5 separate regions of the Mus musculus genome follow, and regions 1, 2, 3 and 5 are each linked to region 4. A link is a contact called in public HiChIP or PLAC-seq, capture Hi-C and promoter capture Hi-C data. All regions are on one chromosome and are shown on one strand. The core of a region is the stretch at or near the end of the contact, and the rest is flanking DNA. Distances in the headings are between cores, read along the strand shown. Region 1 holds the start of Cracdl (capping protein inhibiting regulator of actin like). Region 2 holds the start of Lyg1 (lysozyme G-like 1). Region 3 holds the start of Eif5b (eukaryotic translation initiation factor 5B). Region 4 holds the start of Sema4c (sema domain, immunoglobulin domain (Ig), transmembrane domain (TM) and short cytoplasmic domain, (semaphorin) 4C). Region 5 holds the start of 4930556I23Rik (a long non-coding RNA gene).

What was found. Promoter capture Hi-C pulls out the DNA fragments that hold promoters and counts their contacts. HiChIP or PLAC-seq counts read pairs in DNA pulled down with a chosen protein or histone mark. Capture Hi-C pulls out chosen DNA fragments and counts their contacts.
Region 1: a capture Hi-C map of embryonic stem cells shows a contact between it and region 4, with 5 times the contacts expected there. The contact joins the promoter of Cracdl here to the promoter of Sema4c in region 4. A contact is called at or near these places in 4 of 39 promoter capture datasets (hippocampal neurons, liver, pre-B cells and 1 more), 1 of 115 datasets of contacts at active chromatin or transcription factors (pancreatic cancer cells) and 1 of 9 other capture datasets (embryonic stem cells).
Region 2: a promoter capture Hi-C map of embryonic stem cells shows a contact between it and region 4, with 2.2 times the contacts expected there. The contact joins the promoter of Lyg1 here to the promoter of Sema4c in region 4. A contact is called at or near these places in 2 of 39 promoter capture datasets (embryonic stem cells and hippocampal neurons).
Region 3: a contact with region 4 is called in an H3K27ac HiChIP or PLAC-seq map of extraembryonic endoderm stem cells, with 7 times the contacts expected there. The contact joins the promoter of Eif5b here to the promoter of Sema4c in region 4. A contact is called at or near these places in 2 of 39 promoter capture datasets (liver and pre-B cells), 4 of 115 datasets of contacts at active chromatin or transcription factors (astrocytes, extraembryonic endoderm stem cells, pancreatic cancer cells and 1 more) and 1 of 9 other capture datasets (liver).
Region 5: an H3K4me3 HiChIP or PLAC-seq map of embryonic forebrain shows a contact between it and region 4, with 2.7 times the contacts expected there. The contact joins the promoter of 4930556I23Rik here to the promoter of Sema4c in region 4. A contact is called at or near these places in 3 of 39 promoter capture datasets (hippocampal neurons, liver and stem cell-derived epiblast-like cells), 3 of 115 datasets of contacts at active chromatin or transcription factors (embryonic forebrain, pancreatic cancer cells and stem cell-derived neural progenitor cells) and 1 of 9 other capture datasets (embryonic stem cells).

What each region holds. Positions count from the first base shown.
Region 1 is chr1:37,717,152-37,721,164 of GRCm38.p6, forward strand. Cracdl (capping protein inhibiting regulator of actin like) reads right to left here and starts at 2,660. Exons shown (of 10, transcript NM_028096.1): 1 at 2,419-2,660.
Region 2 is chr1:37,956,498-37,960,341 of GRCm38.p6, forward strand. It overlaps Lyg1 (lysozyme G-like 1), which reads right to left and starts at 1,262. Exons shown (of 6, transcript NM_027111.3): 1 at 1,238-1,262.
Region 3 is chr1:37,996,188-38,000,255 of GRCm38.p6, forward strand. Eif5b (eukaryotic translation initiation factor 5B) reads left to right here and starts at 1,823. Exons shown (of 24, transcript NM_198303.2): 1 at 1,823-2,137. The coding sequence starts at 2,103. It overlaps Txndc9 (thioredoxin domain containing 9), which reads right to left and starts at 1,021. Exons shown (of 5, transcript NM_172054.4): 1 at 922-1,021.
Region 4 is chr1:36,556,678-36,560,470 of GRCm38.p6, forward strand. It overlaps Sema4c (sema domain, immunoglobulin domain (Ig), transmembrane domain (TM) and short cytoplasmic domain, (semaphorin) 4C), which reads right to left and starts at 1,704. Exons shown (of 15, transcript NM_001126047.3): 1 at 1,339-1,704.
Region 5 is chr1:37,613,157-37,616,891 of GRCm38.p6, forward strand. It overlaps 4930556I23Rik (a long non-coding RNA gene), which reads left to right and starts at 1,351. Exons shown (of 2, transcript XR_373329.1): 1 at 1,351-1,411; 2 at 1,743-2,217. It overlaps Cracdl (capping protein inhibiting regulator of actin like), which reads right to left. Exons shown (of 10, transcript NM_028096.1): 8 at 1,325-1,512; 9 at 181-325.

The DNA of each region.
Region 1 (4,013 bases), core at 1,410-3,909, 1.2 Mb after region 4:
CCCTATGTCCAGATTTCACTGTGGCTTTTTCTAGTGCCTGGACACCACTTCAACAAGGAGGTTCCTAAAGAAGGACTTGGGGAGCAAGCTGCTTTCAGCTACACAGTGATTGAAATATCACTTAAATTCAGCCCAAGAAAAACTAGAAGTGAGTATACCAAAAAGGGAGCCAGGACATTCTGTCTGGGCCACAAAATTAAATACACATCAAAAAGCTGCACCCCTTCACAATAAACGCACAACAGGAGATGTATCTACCCTTCCCCGACCTCCCACCCCCACCCCCCAATGCAGATGCTTCCGCTGGGTCTCTTTACAACACAAACAATATTTATAAGACTACCTGCCTGGGCTAAGTTCCAGGCGGAAAGCACATAGTCTTGCCAAGTCAAATGCAGGCCTACTAGGCCATCCAGACAACTTAGCCCACGGGAGGGCCCAAGCAGTCACAGTCTCCCTTTGTAGCTGAGAACTCTCCCAGAGCTGGCTACTATGTAACATTCCGGCCGTGTAACAACATACTACAGTCTGCGTGGTTTATAAACAAGAGAAGTTTGCTCCTCACAGTTCTGGGAGTCTAAGATCCAAGCATCCCAGCATCTGGTACCCGGTGAGGGGTTGTTTCCTGACTCACAGATGCAGCCAAAGGAGGGAAGAAGCTTTCTGGAATGTTGATTATAATGCGCCCTAATTCAGTGCAAGGGGCACTATCTCATAAAACCACCATCACCTCAGAGCCTCCAGGATAGAAATCTGGAAGTGGGCACACACGCAGTATGCTATCACTTCTCTGCTTCTCCATAAGGGCAAGCTGAGACTCGAGGCACGATTAGATAAGGCCCAAAGAACCACGCTGAGCATTGATGCTCCTGGCTCAACTATCCTAGCAGCCAACCCACTACACGCCAAACCCATTTGCCAGCTCCTGCAGCATGGCCCTGAAGCAGCTATGGATGGATACTACCCTTATTGGATACTACACTGATTCTATAAATGGAAAAGGGCTGCTGGAGAGACAGAAACAAATCTAGAACCTTAGAGAGAAAGACAAATGCCTCTCTGGTTAAAAAAAAGAAGAAGAAAAATCAGTCATGTTACTAGAAATGTTAAATGCAACATTTTGAAGCATTTAAAACAAATATGAAAACCCATGATTTACAAAATACCTCAATTTTAAGTAAAGGACAGAACCAGTCTTTCTGATCTCTCGGCCTTGTCTCATGCTCCGATTTGGACCGGCACAACCCTAGAATTCAGAGTGGAACGCAGCGCAGCTCAACGCGGGGGTGGGGTGGGGGGCAGACATCTTCAGCCACCCGCACTGAACTTCGTCTCCATCATTTTATAATCTCAAAGAGCTAGCTCTCAGGTGATCCCTGATCCTCATTCATCTCAGGTGCACGTCTGGCATGACCCAGCTCCCAATGAGTATCAGGGCTGAGATTCTATTTCGTGGTTGCTATGTATTTAGGTAAATGGAAGGAAGTCCCAGCCTCCACCAAAGGAGGGGCTTACTTTAAAATAGTTCTGGAAGGTGCGAGGGCTCCCAAGAGAGCGACAAACAACACAGGTGCCTGTCTTCCCACTTGGATTTTCTGGTTCATTTCTGACACAATGCCAACTGGCCACCTGCAGGCCACAAGTCCAGTCACACCTCGGCCTTCCTTTCCCCTTGCATTTCAAAAACAAAAACAAACAAACAAAACAAACAAAAACAAAACAAAACAAACGCTTGCTCATTTGAGTAACTACCCCGCCTCTCAGCAGTTGTACACCTACCTACCTCATACTGAAAACGAAGTCCTGCCGGTTAGTAAATGACTGCTCAGCAAATATTTGTTGATTCAAATTCTGATTATGTCTAAGATTAAACTCAGACTCCCCTCTGGTGGCTTGTAACCTAAGCCCCAAGCCTGTTAAATAAACCATGACCCGAAGCATAAGGAAGACAGCCTGTGTGTCCACCGTCTCCCTCTCCGTGGCCCTGGGAGACAGACGCGATTATGCTCTGGTACTAAGAACTGAAACGCGGGCAGCAAGCCCTGTCCCCCCCCCCCCCCCCCCCGTTTTCTTAGTGTTAAAACTGGTTAAACTGCTCAGCTCTGCCTCACATTTCAAAGTTAAGTCCAGCAAAGCGCTCAGAGGAAAACTTTGGGCACTTGCGCGTCTGGCTTCTCTCGGCCCCACCGACCATAGTGTCGTGGACGTGGCCCCCACAGGGGTGGCGTGGGTACCCTTCACGTCCAAAGGGCCCTGGGCTACCTGAGCTCTTCTCGCCACTACCTCCCCAGCTCCACGACAGGACGCGACTTCGGGAACGCGTCAGACTCTCACCCCCAACCCAGCTCCCTCCAACCTCCCTGGGTCTGCGCCCCACGCATGCTGCGTGGCCACGCCATTTCAGACTGTCCCAGGTACCTGGCACTGGAGCGTGGCCGTGTTTGGCGAGCGTGCCGGGAAGGGCTCAGTCCGCGGGGACAAGCGGGGGCTGCTCTGCCGGGGTGCACCCTGACCCCCGGCCGCAGCGTCGAGGGCCGGCGGCGCCGCGCAGCAGGTGGCGGTAGGGCGCGGGTAGCGCGGGGTCTGCGGCCGGGGGATGGACGCGGACGCGGGCGCGACCCTCGGGCGGCCGCGCTGGCCCTGCGCTGGGCGCGCGCTCCCGGCTCCCGACTCGGCTGCGCGCGGCCCGGCGGGGGCGGACGCGGCTGTTCCGCTCTGCTCAGCTCTGCTCCGCGCCGCCCAGGCCCGCGCGCCTCCCCCGCGCCGCTCCCGCCGGGCACGCGGGACCCTGGCCACCCCACGTGGCGGCGCTGCAGAGCTGGGAGCTTGGCTGGCTCCTGCCTGCGCGAGGTCCGAGGGCTGGGGGACCACCGCCAGGACGAGGACGCTCACGATCGCGGCTCCTGCGCGCCACCTCCCTGTCACCCGAGCCTCGGAGAGTGGGCGCCCGGGTGGCAGGGAGGAACGTGCGCATACGGATAAAAAGTAAAAGTTGTTTCATAACCTTGTGGGTCCGAGCGTCTGAGGGCTAATGAGGGAAGCTGCCGCCCCGTCTCTAGGTGAATCATTGCTGTGGCACTGGCAAGTGTGGGATAAAAAGCTGAAGGAGACGTCTCAGCTTCGGTCCCCACCCCTACATCTAACAGAGGAGCTGGCCCATTTGGGGAAGGAGCGGGCTGCCCCCCCCCCCCCCCCCCCCCCCCCGGCTCCTCAGCTAAGCTACCTACAGAGAGAGCCCTCTTTTGGCCTGCTGACACTGCCATGGTCAAGGGGTGAAGTACAAGGAATGTCAGCTGAGCCCCAGCAGGACGCCCAGGCTGCAGTAGCAGGAGCCCCAGGTAGAAAAGAGAATTCTCCCATCAGACAGTGGCACTGGGGTGGAGTGGTTCCTGAGTTCTGACTTCCGCAGCGATGTTAAGAGTGCCACTGTCAGATCTAGAGGAATCCATACTCCACCGTTGAGCCTTGGGGCTGATATCTTGGGACCAGGGACGCAGAGAAACCCAAGAAGCACACACTTGCACCTCTATCTTGAAAAGCGGACTTTAAAATTAGACCAAAATCCCAAACAAAATAGGAAAGAACCTGGCGAGAGATCTCATTTGGTTGGGTACATGAAAGGAAGTTAGTTGCCTTTTTAACTTTTGGGTGTAATCGATCCCTTTGGTTCAAGCTAGTCACTTAAAAGTCTCCTTTGATGGTTAAATGAAATTAATTCCCTCAAAGAACATAAACAAATCATGAATCAGTCTCCTAATTGACAACCACTCACAGTGAGCAGGTGACTCACAGAGGAGCAAATGAATTGCTTAGGTGTGTGTTTGCCTTGTTTGAAATCCTCAAACTAAACTGAACAACTACAAGCAAGCCTGTGCCTTCACCCACCCACCCTAAGCCTGCTGTTGCTTGCTGTTCAGATCAACACGTATTCTGCACGGCTGTAACCGCTAAATATTTATTGACTCCGTAAATTGCCTTTCTAACCTAAGAATTTTTGTTTCCAGAGTATCAGA
Region 2 (3,844 bases), core at 12-2,511, 1.4 Mb after region 4:
TGGAGACTGTCTGAAGGGGGCTTCTTCTGTCTGTGTACCTCTGTTCTTGCTCTTCCTCATTTTTTCTGAGTTAAGAAATCTGGGAAGACCATCATCCCTGTGTGAGCCCAGGAATATTTCCTTCTGAACAAATATCTAATAAAAAAGATCCTGGCTTCCTCCATCATAGAATCTTAAAATACATCTGACTTTTAATGCTAATAGCCAAAACTTAAACTGTTAGACCCCCTAGTGTTAGCTCTTTCACAGCTTCCAAGAAAAGAAAGGCTCTTCTATAGACATGCACACACACCCCACCCCCAAGACACCACACGAGCTTGTCTGGGTCAATGTTTTATCCTCAAGATTGAAAGTGGGAAAGGACAGGGGCTTGCCATCTGGCAAAGTACCAACACTTCAGTCCTTCAGCCTTGAAAGAACAAGAAAGACCTTCTCTTTGATCTATTGCCAACAGAAAGAGGACAGGAGGCACATGGTTCTGCAAGCTTGCCCTCAGCAGCCTGCAGCCCGAGGAAATCCTGTAATCTTTCAGGGACCCCAACCCAGGCAAACCCAGGATTCATGGCTTTGGCATAGAGAAGCATTTTAGGACCAGACTGTATGAAGCAGAGTTGCTGATTTTTAAGGGCAATATTTTAAGCATAAGGAAAGAGGCACTCGGGAAGAAAATAAGACATTTCATATTCACTTCCCCTCAGGAAGTGAGTGAAGCAGTTGTTGACTGTGCTGGCAAGAGACCTCAGCCAGACTCTGAAGCAAGGGACTTCAGTCCCTCCCTATTCATGGCCCATAGTTTTCCCCATCTTTCTTCATGGCCCCAGTATTGCTGTTAGTGTTAAATGAGCACATATTTCTGTCCTGCTGTTTGAGGTCTTGCACATGTGCACATATTCAAAAGAAGCCCTACATGTGCACATATTCAAAAGAAGCCCTACATGTGCACTGAGAGAAATAATAAGTTTGTATAATGATTGTAAATGAATAGAAAGAATTATTCTATCATCTTAACTTTTCTAAAACGTGATCTTTTCTTGCAAGATCCTTAAGTTTCATTTGGTTCAATCTTATTTACTCAGAAGCAGAGACACAATCATTGTCAATTGATTAACATATCCTGGAAGTTTCCATCTAAATAGATAAATAAACCCAGGGTTGGCTAATCACCATTCAATTAGCATATCCTAAAATTTTCGTTCCGAGTAAGCTCAGTACAAGTCCAGGGTTGGTTCCCACTCACCTGTCTTCAGTCAGCTCCTCTTCCTAGAGACGGTCAGTGCTCGGAACCTTATATAGGGTCTCATCTTGCTGCTTCTTCTTAAAAGTGCTGACCTCATCTTATTATAAGATTTACAGCTAAATCTCATAAATTATAGTAATAATCATAATTATAAATACTTTGAACTCATATGGGGATTTATTCAAGAATGTCCTGGCATTCTGCACCCATCAACCAATTAGCTCTTTACCACACCTTGGAGGACAAATCATAATTGCAGGTTCTTGATGGAATGCAAAGGTCCGACATCTGTCTTTATTCACACCCATTTATTGTCATGTAAGGAATCAAGAAAGGGAGGGATGGAGAAAGAGAGAGGAGGGATATTGAGGCAGGAAAAGACAGAGAAGAAGGAGAAAAGGCTGAAAGAAGAAAGAAAGGATGAGAGGGAGAGAGGGGAGAAAGGGAGGGAGGAAGGGGAGAAAGGGAGAGGAAGGGAGAAGAAGGGAGAAGAAGGGAGGGAGGGAGAGAGGAAGGGAGAGGGAGGGGAGGAAGAAGGGAAGAAGGAGGGAGGGAATCTGGATTTTCATAAACTCCTAGTCCATACTTGGGACTAGTAGAGCTTCCTGTTAAGGAGTTTACAGTTCAGCATCCCCAGCTCAGAATCTGTTGTTCTATCCACGACTGAGATAGTTTGAGTCTAAGCTCCAATACCAGGAAGCGAGGTGAGCCCCAGGAGGTGGAGAGGCAGAAGCGCATGAGAGGAACCATAGGCAGATAAGACACACTTCATCCACCAGCATCCAGGCTGTTGGGCAGGCAGACAGCAGCAAGCACCCTGGCACATACAGCCATGTAGTCCAGCACACTGGCCATACATGGTAGACACAGGCTTACAGACAGACACAAACAGGCAGACTGGTGAAGGTGAGGGAGAAGGTCTCTGACCTCAAGGCCATTTTTATACAGATTTACCCAAAAGTGGCGTTCTCCCAGGAATAGTTACATAAGAGATTGTGTTACTGCTTACTTCGAGGTTCCCTGGACATCCAGTGTCTGCTTTTTTTTTTTTTTCTGGCTCACAGCCCCCAAGTCCAGTGTTAGCCATCTTGGCCATGCCAGATATCCACATCAGCACCATGTTCTCTATATTCTTGTTGGTTGTTTTGCTTTTCAAAACAGGGTTTTTCTGTATAACAGCCCTAGCTGGCCTGGAATTTGCTTTGTAGACCAGGCTGGCCTCGAACTTAGAGATCTGCATGTCTCTGCTTCCCGAGTACTGGGATTAAAGGTGAGTGCCACCATGCCTGGGTATACTCTACCCTCTTTAGACAACAATTGCTTTATGAGAGCAGGCTCATAAAGGTGTTGTCTGGGCCCATAACCCACATAGCAGTAGAGAGAACATCTAGTTTTCCAGGATTTCTTTCTGTCTGTGATAAAGTACCCTGACCCAATGCAACCTGGGAAGGAAGGAGATTGAAGGTGCGTCAGGAACTAGGGCAGAAGCTATAGAGGAACTGGCTTGGTTCCCCAACCATGCTCAGCAACCTTTCTTAGACAGCCTATGAGCCTAGGGATGACACTGCCCACAGTGGGGTAGGCTCTGGGACATCCTCATAGACTCCAGGCTATGTCAGATGAACAGATGAAGCCGTTGGGGGCAGATGGCAGGGCCACAGGCTAGGACACTGAAGGATATAGACTTGAACATTTGGCTTTTCTGAATTCTTACATCCGAGAAGTGAGTATGAGATTGCATGGTTCCTCCTCATCATTGGAGCCAAAAAAGGCGGGGTATCGGGCACATCATTGAAAACCAGATCCCGGAGAGGATCCAGGGCCTTCTCTCTATTTTGTTCAGAAGCAGTAACTAGGACACACAAGCAATTAAAATTTTTATTACAGTGTGGGGAAATTTAGGAATTCTCTGGCCCCAGCTACAAAGACAGCACACCATCAACACCAAGGGCATGCTGGCGTCCTAGAAATGTGTCTCTGGTCAGTAGCCAGCTTGTTGCCTGGCAACAGCTCCACAGAAATGATGCCCGTCCCTATCCCCAGGTTTGCTCTGTTCTTAGCCAGTTCTTTTGTGTATAGCCTTCCTTTCAAAGATCTAATTTACACTAAAAAACATCTGTCCCTAGACAAAGGGAGGAACCCAGATGCCCAGTGTGTGGAGGTCGATATGGCAAAGAAAATGTAGCTGGGCTTAGTGACCCGTACTGTAGTTCCAGCTACTGGGAAGGGGGAGGCAGGAGTATAGCTTGAGCCCAGATGTTCAAGGGCAGTCTGGGCAGCATAGTGAGGCCCTACCTCAGAAGTGAATGAAAGAGAGAGGGAAGAGAGGAGAGGAAGAGAGAGAAGAGGAAGAGAGAGGAGAGGAGAGGAGAGGAGAGGGGAGGGGAGGGGAGGGGAGGGGAGGGGAGGGGAGGGGAGGAGGACTGGAGGGGAGGGGAAGAGAGGGTTAGGGAGGGGAGGGAAGGGGAAGGGAAAAAGGAACTGCTCAGTGAGGTCCCACACACCTATATTCTCAGCACTTGGGAGGCAGAAGATTTCATATTTTGGCTAACTCGGGCTGCACACCAAGTAACTACCTTAAAAATAGTTTTAAAGACGTTTGTCTGT
Region 3 (4,068 bases), core at 573-3,072, 1.4 Mb after region 4:
CTCTTGAAGCAGAGAGAAGTAATTACACACACGTCTACTTGTGTCCAACATCTGCTGGAGAACAACATTAATCTGGGAGTAGATTAATTAATGCAACCAAGACAATCCCTACTCTCTGAGCCATGCCCACTGGCCAACCTAATCTACCCAATTTCTCAATGAGTCTTTCTTCCTAGGTGACCGTAGATTATTCTATCAAGTTGACAGCTAAAACTAATCAGCTCACACACAAAATAAGCCTGGGCATGGTGGCTCATGATTACAACCTCAGCTCTCAAGGGCAGAAGCATAAGGGTCACACCTCATATTTGGAGCGATAGGCCTGGGCTACATAAGGTCATTTAAAAACTCCAACTGTCAGCTTCTCATAAATACTATACAACTGAAAAGAAGCTGTACTCCCAGGATCCCTAACTCGGGGAAGAGAGAGAAGGATCCGAGACCAGCCACTCAGAATCTGCATCACAGTATTCGTTTATCACCGAGAATTTCACAGGAGACCTTTACGTTTAAATGCGGAGCTTCACGCGACTAAAAGTGCTGCCCTGAATTAGGCGGAGGTGGTCACTGCCTTTATATTGGGGGTAAGGACATAACTTTCTATTTATTGAACCAAATCGAGTATTATTCTTACCGACGAACTGGGGGCCCTGACACCTATGTACTCCCCTACAAACTCCTAACCGAAACCCTAACCCCATGTACCTGTCAGCAGACTCTTCGCCACTCCCTGAGCTCAAGAGACTGGTGGAGTAGTTCCGGGGGGACCCGATTTCGCACTAACTGGGGCGCATGCGCCGTAGCCTCCGCAGCCGCCCAGACGAGGCCCTCCCAGCCGCTCCCTCGATCCCAGCCGAGGATGTGTCCTTCATCAACACTGGGACGCTGTGGCACTATCGGCCACATCACCCTCAGCCGTACCTGGACTATTGATGAGGCCTACGGAGAGAGGAAGCCGCAGATCAAGAATACCCACCGGGTTCACACAGGTTTCAACCTCGCAGCAATTGTTAAGGGCAGAGAAGGGGCTGTTAACTCCGCCACTTCATTGGCTACAGTCCTCTCGCGATACAATGTGAGACACTCGCGGAAAGGGCGGTGGCGAGTGACGAAAGCCTCGGAGAAGCCCTATCCTCCGCCACCCGGAACTACTGGCTTCCGAGCCTACGCTTCACGTGGGCTAATGGCCGGAGGGATGGGCGCTAGGCACGTTGGGAATTGTAGTTCTTTGTGCACTGACTGCGGGTCCCGGCTCTACCGGGAAACGAGCCGGGTCTTGAGCCTGAGTGACAGAGGGGCTTCATTTCTCGTTGTGTTTAATAGTTTCGAAAGTGTAGCTTACAGTACATTATAATTTATACACAGCTCACACTAGTAACATCGCCCCGAAACATGGAGAAAATTTTCACCATGCCAGGATCTTCCCTCCTGACTTTCTTAGGCACATGAATTTTTAGAACTTGCTCATACGAAGATTCATATTAGGGGACCCGTTGCTGTGTCCTTATGTCTTTTTCCCCTTAATAAATGTACACAGTTGACAATTCATGAGTGTTTCTGAGAGGGATCCCATTTTTTGTCCTGCCACCCCCAGAACGCTCATCATTGACTCTTTGTGGTCCTGTAATGGACTTCCCGCAGCTGAGGCCGCGTAGGCAGGGGAGAATTTTCAGTCCCACTTCTGCGTCGAAAGCCAGCCCCGGGAAGGGTGCCGACGTGAGAAATGAACGGCCTCATTGTCGTCCTCTAGGTTCTAGAACCCGGGATCCGCCGGACGTCGGTGCGCGGCGCTCACTTGCGGCGAGGGGGCGCCTGGGTTCCCACCTGGCCGGCGGCTCTACTGGAGACGCTCTAGCCGAAGCGCCGCTCTCGATGAGCCGCGCCCTGCGTCCCCACGCCGAGGCGGCGGGGCGATGCGCTTGCGTACTGAGGGCTCACACCATATGTGCCCTGTCCCAGTGCGCGGGTCTGTGGAGAGCCGGGTGCGAGAGGCGGCGGCGCGAGGGGGACCGAGCCGAGCGGGCATTGGAGTCAGCCGGGAGACAGTGGGTCTGTGAGACACCGAACCGAGGGGCCGGGGCCGCGAGCGCCGTTGACAAGCGATGGGGAAGAAACAGAAAAACAAGAGCGAAGACAGGTAGGCGGCGGGGCTCGGGCCGGGGGTCCTCCGGGAGTCGCGCGGGGCCCTGGATGGGCGAGCCTCGACGGGGCGCGTCCCGCGGCCGGGGCTCGGGCTGGGGTCCGAGGCGTGGGGCTGAGGGGCTCGGAGGTCGTTTGGGGGTCCGGGCGGTGTGGGGCCGGGCTCGGGCGCTGCTAAGCCAGGCCTACGGCCCAGGTGAGTGCGAGCCGGGCCCGGAGAGCCCGGGTGGGGCGGGCCGGGAACGGCTCCCTCGCCTCCCCTGGCCCTGGGAACGCCTCCCAGAGCGGCTCAGGAACTTCGGAGGTGCTCGGGGTTGCGGAGAGGTAGCCCAGCGGCTCCCTCCTCCCGTGTGCCAAGTTGGAAACACTTCTGGGGTTATTTAAAGTCCCGGTTGCCCAGTCCTGCTTTCTGGCTTTCCATTTTCCGGCCTCTTTTTTTTTTTTTTTTTGCGTATGTCTTGGCTTCCTACCGCTTCCCTTAAGAAAGGAGGAGGGGAAGAAACCAGTCAAGGGTCGCTGCTTTCTAACCTTAAAAGAAAAAGCCTTTTCAGGGGAAGGAGTGTGTGTTTATGAGCTACTTAGGCGGAGATTTGGGGAGCATGCCTGTGCCACGTTCGATTAAGTTCTTTTACCCTTTTCAGTTGAGTTGACTTCCTGGGCGTCTGCAACCATCTGTTCCATTTCATCTTTAAGTAATGGCCATTCAACTTAATTTAAAACACTACAGGTAACCGAAAACAAAACCAAGCCTTGTGGCACTTCATCGCTGTGGCTCACACAGACATGGTTTTGAAGTTAAAGCTGTTGAAGTGTATGTCGGAACACTTAAGTGTGTGGACCTCGCAGTTGGCTATCTGGCAAGAAGAATTTAAAGACTAGGCTTGTATTTTGGTTTTAGGTCTGTTGGAGAATGTAAACTGGTCTGCGGAATAGATTCTGGGTTTCTTGTGGCAGAGTTAGTGTTTATGAGGAACAGGGTTTATTACAGATTTAGATGTGAGCATTAAGAGGGACAACAGAGGAGGGTTCTGTAGAGCAGGGAAGCTGAGAACTTCCTCTAGAATGGGGGTAGGGCTTCTCAAAGAGTGGCCTGAAAGTTACTGTTAGTCAAATCAGGAGAATAAAAAGAGGTAAGCAGATATTCCTGAACCTTTGGTAGGACATTGGCATACGTGAGTAACATTTTATTTATTTATATTTTTCTGAGAAGAATTTTGAGTTCTATCAGTCATCTATCTATGTATGTACTCTGCATTGTCTGTTTCTGTGTTAAATCATCACCCTACCCTGCCTTTGCCGGTCTGCAAACATCATCACTTGGCCAGTTCTAAAATACCCACTTGTTGGACAGTCTAAACCAAATCTGAGGCCTTTCATGTGTACAAACGTCAGGTGTATCTGGAAGATAAAGGTTGTGCTGGGGCCCTGTAGAAATGTAACAAGACAACCACAGTTGGATTGGACTAAGGAATAGGAACTGTTTTCTTACCTCTAAAGCTAGTTTCTGTTTTCCCTGATAGCGTTTTTTAGAGTTGTTAAAACTGGGTCTCACACAGCTTAGCCTGGCTGCTTCTCTGTGTGGCCAGAGGGGCTTCCTTGAACCTCCTGACTCTCCTTCACCTTGTAAGGAATTACAGGAGTAGATTACTAGGAGGCTTCCTTGAGTTTTTAAAGTTTTTTTTTTTCCAGTTTATCTGTTTGATTCATGTTTATACCAAGTTTAAATTTAAAAAATCCATATTTTTGTTACTCAGTTTCTAGTTTTTACTTACCTTTCGGACTTTTTAACGATGGAGAAAAGCTATTGGAAGGAAAGATACTAATTTTTGTCTGCAGTTTTAGTAAAGATTTGTTTATAAAAGATTTTCCCCTGTGGGAAATCTTTAGAACAGAAGAGATCCAGCTCCACTCTTGGTATACTAACACACT
Region 4 (3,793 bases), core at 454-2,953:
ACCAAATGGGCCCAGCTTCCGAGGCCCCTTTGTTGCCCAAGAGGGAGGCAGGAAGTGGGTGGGATGGGCGTGGAAATGACCAGGACCAGTCCTGTTTCTCCAACAGCCTTCTACAAGACACTGACCCTCCCGCAGAGAGGCGACCGGGCCACGAGTCAGTTCCAGGCTTCTGTCTGGGAATCTCCTCGCCTCCGCGAGAGCGGGATCGTGGAGGGAAGTGAAATGGGTTGGGGAGGCCGAAGCGGGGTTCTCCTGGACAACAGGGGATGCCCACAAATGATCGTCAAGGGCTGCGTCCCCTCCTCCCCGGCTCTGACGAACGTTCTTAACTCCGGGATTGCACCTCGGGGACCATGCACTAGGCAGTAGGCAAACGGAACGGATCTCCACTAATCTAGACGCTAGGGGCTGGGAACAGAGATGCAGAATCTGAGGATTGCACCCCAAAACAAAGGTTCCTAGCCAAGACCCGGTCTCGGTCTCCCTACTGTGGACTCTCCCCTCCCCCAGCTCCGGGGATTTGAATGCAAACAAAGCGGCAGCGCTGGGAGCGTGGCAAAGCCGGGCTTGCGGACGCCCCCTGTCGGCCAAGAACCTCCGCGCGGGAAGGGCGGGGGGCTGGGGCTGCCTTCCCCGGAGCAGTCCCCCCTGACACACCCTCAGTTTCCTCTCTGCCAATTACCCTAGGCTGGGGTCAAAACCCGGTGGTGCGCTCCGAGAATCTGCAGGCGTAGCGGTGACCCAACCCCCAAGCTCTTCCCGAAGCAAGGGACACGGACAGCCAAGGGGATGGAGGGGTGCAGGACCAGGATTTGCACCCCACACTTGCACACCCGGTCGTGGATTGCGGCGCTCCAGAGAGGGACCGGGCGGCGGAGCTTTGGCTAGGGGGCTGGTTCTCAGTGCCAGCCCGCCTCCGGAGCAGAACGGGAGGGCGGGGGGCCGCGCTAGGGAAATCCGATCCCACAACATCGGCCACGGTCCAAGCCCGCCCCTAACTTTCCGTCGAGGTGGGGGGAACCCGAGCAGTTCGCGAGCCTGGCAAAGATTCGGACCGCGCGCTGGACAGCCCAAGGGTCCCCCACTGCCCCTAGCGCTGTCCGTACCCCCAGGCTCCCGCTGCTCCGGCCAGTGGAGCTGCAGGCACTGCTTGCCTTGATGCCGATCGCCACTGGGCAGCCCGCGGCGGACTCAAGAGGGACCCGGATCGGACAGCTGTCTTTGCTGTCGCCCCGCCCTGCACCCCTAGACGCTGTCCTCTAGCGCGCGCGCTAGCCCCTACCCAAGCAAGGGGACAAAGCAGCGGCCCCGGGGCCCCACCGCTCCGGCCTCACTCACCTCTTTCGTGCAGCTCCAATCCCTGGGCGCTGCCCTCGCGTTTGACTCCGGCCACCGTCCTCCCCTGCCCCCGCGCCGCTCCAGACTGCGCCCGCCCGCCAGCACGCTAAGGCTGTCCCGTGCCACCGCCCCTCGGTCTCAGCACGGCTCTCGGCGCCCCTGAGCTCGGATTCGGCGCTCCACCGCGCCGGGCGCCGGTTCTTTCTCCGCTGCAGCCGCCGCCACCGCCGCTCTCCGCCCCCAACCCCTTGACGTCAGGCAGAGGGTGTCGAGTGGTGGCCGGGGGCGGGACGCGAAGGCCCGCCCAGGAGGGGGCTGCGACCCGCTGCCTTGCTTACCCGGCACTGAGGCTTGGGGACCCTTTACGACTCTTGCAGCTCGTGAGTCAAGGTCTGCGCCACAGCGGCCGGAGGCGGGGAGGGGGCGGGGTGGGGGGCGGGGAGGGACTCCAGGCGTTGCCACCGGGAACTGCACGAACTGCACTCACCTGGTGAAGTGTGCCTTCAAGTCCTGAGGCGGGATGGGCTCTCTGGAAGGGTTGAGGGGCTTCCCCACGCTCCAGTTACGGGAACGAAAACTGGCAAACCATTTTGGGACTTGTACCCGAAGGGGGTGGCGTAGCAAGAGAAGAAACTGAAGGTTCTCTCAGGTGCTAACCACAGTGGTCAGTCTTTTGACTCCAAAGTTGTCCTCCTTTCTGGCCCTAACCCTTGGACTGGAAGGAGCAGCTCACAGGCAGAGGAGACCCCAAGACTGCAGGCAGCTCCTAGTTTCCAGGCTCCAGCAGAGCCTACCCCCGGGAAATGACTCTTGGTGTGGCTTGGAAGGCTGATTAACTAGAGGCACGAGCGCGCCACGGTTCAGATGAAAGAGGCTGGAGGGAGCCACGCAGCGAACCACCACCACCTTCAGAACTGCCAGCCTCCGCCCACAGGCGCTCCTAGAAGTAACTTGTAGCTGTGGCCTCCTGGACGGTGCTGGCTGGCAAATCCTTCCAGCCAGCTGGTCCTCCAGTGGGCAGGTGGACTGAGAAACCTCGGGGAAACTGCCCCAGCGGTACCTGGAGACCACCCCTAACCAGAATCAAAGGACAGGGACGAAGGGAAGGAGGCCTGGAGGTTTCTGTGGTAACTTTGAGCCCCAGGGGGCAGTCCCGGAGGGGAAAAAACACTTCAGACCCCATAAGTAAAATCTGGAGTATAAATCAGTCCGACAGCAGCTTTTGTTCTGGGCTAAAACGTGGCACCTGAGAAGTGAAGAGCAGAAGAGCAATGGGAGTAATCGAGAATGGCAGCCCAGTTTGGTTTCAGTAACAATTGGGTCTTTACTGGGACACAGAAGGGCCCCTTCTCCCTCGCTGGCCAGAGCCACGTTTCCCAGCTCCTTTCCATTAGGAAACAAAGCTGTGACCTCAGAGATAGGAGGCAGGCCAGCTATTGCCAGGGGTGGGCAGGGAGGGTGTCCTATGGAAGCTGGCCAGGGAGGGAGCCATGCACACTCCTCTTGACCAGGCTCCTGTTCATCTACTAAGGGCAAGCCCCACTCCAAGCTCAGGATTCGCTAAAAGCTAAGACTCCTCAGCTCCAGGAGGCTGAAACAGGACTTCCAAGCCAGCTACTGTTTCTCTCACTGAATAAGAGATTAAGCAAGATACAAACAAACAAACAAAAAAAGGGCTCAAATCCACACAAAGAGCAAGGTGACATTTTTAGTGAGATCCTGGCGCTGGACGCAGTCTATATGGTCCATCCCACCTGCTTGGGAAGGGAGAGGTAGGAAAACTGTGAGCCCAGAAGCTCCATCCTTTCAGCAGTCAGCAACCATGAGGCTAACCTCCACTTCCTGCTGTGTTTCCTTCTCACCTGTAAGCCTTGCCCCTAGAAATGAGGGCTGCCTGGTAGTGATCTGAGCTCCCTGGCTCTACCTCCAAGGTGGCCCCAGTGGAAAGTTTCAAAAGGTTTTAGTTTCACTGGCAGGGACAGTATTCTGTACCTTCATGGCAGGCGCCAGGGTCTTCTAAGCCAGGCATGGAGGTAGAAATGAGACCATTCCACTAACAGAGCCAGTTAGCCTCTGGGCACAGGGCTCCCCAGCGATAGCGTTCCACCCCCCACCACTCTTCCTCTGCCCCTTCCTGCCGCACTGGTTACTGTCACAGGTCTTCTCCACAAGTGGGTGGGCAGAAGATAAAGTTTCCTCTCATGACTACTTGTTCGTGATTCATGCTTTTTAATAAAAGGACAGCTGGCAGAAAAAAATAAGGATCCTGGATTGTCCATCAAGAAAAAAATACAGTAATACAGAAAAAAAAATTGCAAAAACATCTTCCAGGCCTGCCTAGCATAGGCTATGGAAGACATCACACCCGTCATCTGTATTCAGGCAGACAGAATAAGGGCTTCCCTAACTTGCCTCTTTTGCTACGGCTTAAAGCCTTTTAGCCAAATAAAGGAAA
Region 5 (3,735 bases), core at 101-2,600, 1.1 Mb after region 4:
AAAGGGGGGGGGGACTACATTAAAAAAACACTGCTCAACATGGCAAAATGATTCAATAACACAAACTCCAATCATAGGAAGAAATATATATATGTGTGTGTGTATGTGTAAATATATATATCTGTGTGCGCGTGCATGAGTGTGTGCCAAAGTATTTGGAAATAAAAGCCAGTCTCATACCCAAGTTCTGATGGGACAGTGAGATTCCTCTCTGTAGCCCTTCCTTGAGGTTCAGTTTTGACCCCTGCCTCTGGGTCACAGCAGGCTTTGCAGGGGTCATCAGGAAAGATTTGCTCCGGACGAAGTCACCCTGCTTCACAGACTCCTACGGAGACACAAAATGACAGGTGCTGCCCAAGGATAACAGACTCAGAGTGGGTAAATACTCCAAGTGTCTTAGCTACAAAATGTCTCTTCCAAGATGCACCCTGCTGCTGGCACTTTCTGGAAAGGGGCTCTGTGCACCGGCATCACCCACCAAAATGCCAGAGCTGACTTGTGCCAGCCTCCTGCAGCCCACGTGTGCATGGTGGCTCCTTGCTTGCCTGGACAGCCCAGTCTCAGCCCCAGATGGTATAGAGCGAGGACTCTATGTGAAAGCCGTAGGGAATGGTTTTATGATACACACTATATGGCAGCAGCTGAAATGGGCTAACATTTCGCACTGTAATTTCCCCTCCTCAATGCTACATACAGGTCTTCAGCTGTGTAGACACAACTGAGGATTGCATTAGCAGGAAGGGAAGCAGGTCCTATTGCAGCGCAGGCTCCCTTTCCTAGACAGCAGAACCCCATTTATTGTACTGGTTAGCAGAGGGTGCATCAGCACAGTTGTTGGGGTTGGTGAGAGCTGTTTTCAGTTGAATACAACATGCAACTCCAGGTTTTGGCTGTGCAGCCCCAGGTGAGGGAAAAGGGAAGCCAGCAGGCAGCAGCCAGAGCAGGCTTCATTTATCATCACACAAGGGGCTGAGGTGGAGCTGGTGACCATATTAGCGTGTGTCTGAAGGGAGCCGTTGTTTTAACTGTCTTCAATTTTTTTCCAGAGGCTGAGCTGCGTTGCCTAGGAGGCCAGAGCAGCCTCGGGCGCCACTGCATTTCTACCAGCCCACACAGGCAAAGAGGCAGCTAGCTCCATCACGGGGTCCACAAGCTGACGTACTGCCTTTGCGCATGTCAGCCATCACGGTAGGCACGGCATCTCTGTGATGTTCATGCAGGACCTCTGTGAGCACAGCGGTACCTGCTCCCACCACACCCTCACAAGATCGCTGCCCTCCTCACCCCACCCCCACCCCGAACGCCACAGAAAAAGAGTGGTAACCTGGGCTCTCTCGGCCACCTTGGCTTGCTTCCCAGTTTCTGTCTTTAGGATCCTCGACCCAGGTTTCTCTTCCTGGTTGACGGGCAGGTCTGGGGCTCCTCTTCTCTTCTGCCGGGCCATGGTGATCCAGGGTGGGGTGGGTTGCCCATCAGCCCCAGGACCTGTAGCCGCAGGAGGCTGACCCTTTTCTGTGATAAAGGCCAAGAAGGAGCAATGTTAGGCAGATAGTCCCACTCTCCCCTTCAGTCCCACCCACAGCTTCTCTCCCATACAAGGTGTGTTATATTGCTTTGCTTGGTTCAGGGGGCTGAGGAGTGGTAGGATTGAGGAGTAGAGTCTCAGAGAGACCCCCACTTCCCATTCCCCCCTGAGCCAAAGCCTCTCTTCAGCAAACTTCATTTTTTTTTTTCTTCTATAGATGTCTCAAATAGATTACCTCCTCTGGTCTGAGCCGCCAAAACCACAAGATGCAGCTGCCACCCCAACCTGTGCACTTTGGAGCTAATTTCTACCAGGGCCTTCTCTCTGGGAGGAGCTGGAATGTATGCACAGATAGGATGCCTTTGATAAGAGTCTACATTTGGGACCAGCCACCCGCCCCCACTCCGGATTTACTTGACGCGCTAAAAACATTCCCTTTGTGGGACGTGATGCCATTTCTACAACCATCTGTCTTCACCTGACACAGGAAGTTGGGGCCTGCATGGTTAACACCGGCTGTTTTTCTTCTCCTGCTCTACATTCTTTTAAAGGGCCCTCTTTGCCCTCTCCTGCCATTTCTTCACTTAGTGACCAGGAGCTCCCGCAGAACTCTTCCTGTGTCTCACCCTCACTCCCATCCCTATCCCAGAGGCAGCTACTCTCTTCGAAACAGACGGAACATTTTCTCAGGGTTTGAACTTTATTTTCTTGGCTAACAACATATTCCTCGAACAGTTCTGATAAGATTAAATTCACAACCCGAGGAACTTGCCATTCCAGTTTGAAATCAGAGCAGAGAAGTAGCTTGTTGAAGGCCAGGCCAGCCTCTCTCACCTCCTCAAAGCTCAGTGCTGGGTACTGAGCACTCTGTCACCTCTTAGCCCAAAGGCACAAGACATAGTTCTGGTAAATTCTTTATAACCTGCACTTGGATAATTTCATCTGAGCCAAAAGATACATTTTTAAAATGAGCATAAAGAGGGCTGGGGGGCCCAGGGAGGAGGGCTGGGGGGCCCAGGGAGGAGGGCTGGGGGGCCCAGGGAGGAGTGCCGGCTGCTCTGCCTGAGCACCTGAGGTTGAGTCCCAGCATCCACATGTGGCTCACAACCATCTGTAACTCTGGTTCCTCGGGTCACGCTGCCTTCTTTGGCATCGGTAGGTAGACACACGGTGCACAAACACTTGTACACGTAGAGTTAAAAACATTCAAACGAGCAGAAAAGTTATATGAGACTGCCTCTAAGGTGGTTTGGCAAGAAGGGACCCCCAGGGGAGGGTGGGGCTCTGGGGACTGCTCAAGTGGCAATGTTTCCAACTGCACTGATGTATGCCCATGTACCTACGTTCACATGCTGACCCTGGGAGTGGGTGAACCCTGCAACTGCACTAGGCTGTGCCAGGAGGTGACCTACAGGCAACTTCATGGAGCACTGGCCTGAGCAAGTGACCAAGACCTCTTAGCAGCCATTTCTTTCCTGTTTGGTTCCTGTATTTCCCCACACTTGGACACATCTCACAATATCAAGCCTCAGAGATGTTGCACCTCTGTCCCAAGTAAAGTATGGGCAGAGTCGGGTGACAGTCATTCTGCTCTGTGACACAGGCCTGAGTGGTTTCTGTGACTTGCACCCTTATCCTCTGCCACACTGGAACCCACGGCTCTGCGTCTGTGCTCCATCTGGGCTAGGGAGGGCTAGGGCTAGAGAGAGGAATGAAGACGGGCAGTGGGCAGTCTATGGCGGCCTTGAGGGGGCGGGCAAACAGGTTGTCAGTGACCCCTTAAAGCATTAACTCTCAGGGCCAAGGTTGAAACATAAAATCTCTTCTGCGATTAGATCTGCTCAAAAGGTCAGCTCTAGGGCACGGCAGATGTGGCAAATAAAGCCACTCCTTTGTTTATATTCCGGCCTCAATAGACAGACCTGAGTCTCCTGGGGATCTGGTTTAAAGATTTCTGACATCTCAGCCCCTCCTCCGGAATAATAAGGGCTTTAGGTTGTCAAGTGTACCCAGGTCTGCAGCCAACACCTGCAGAGCTCGACAAGTCTCTCACTGAACAGCAGACACCACGTGTTGGAATGTATGAGATCCCTTTGCTGAGAGTTTGAGAAAAAGCTGGCTCCCCACACCTGCCTGGGAAGGGAGCAATCTAATCTGCCTTAGAACAAACCCAGACTAACACTTCCAGATGGCAAGGGCCTCAGGTGTGG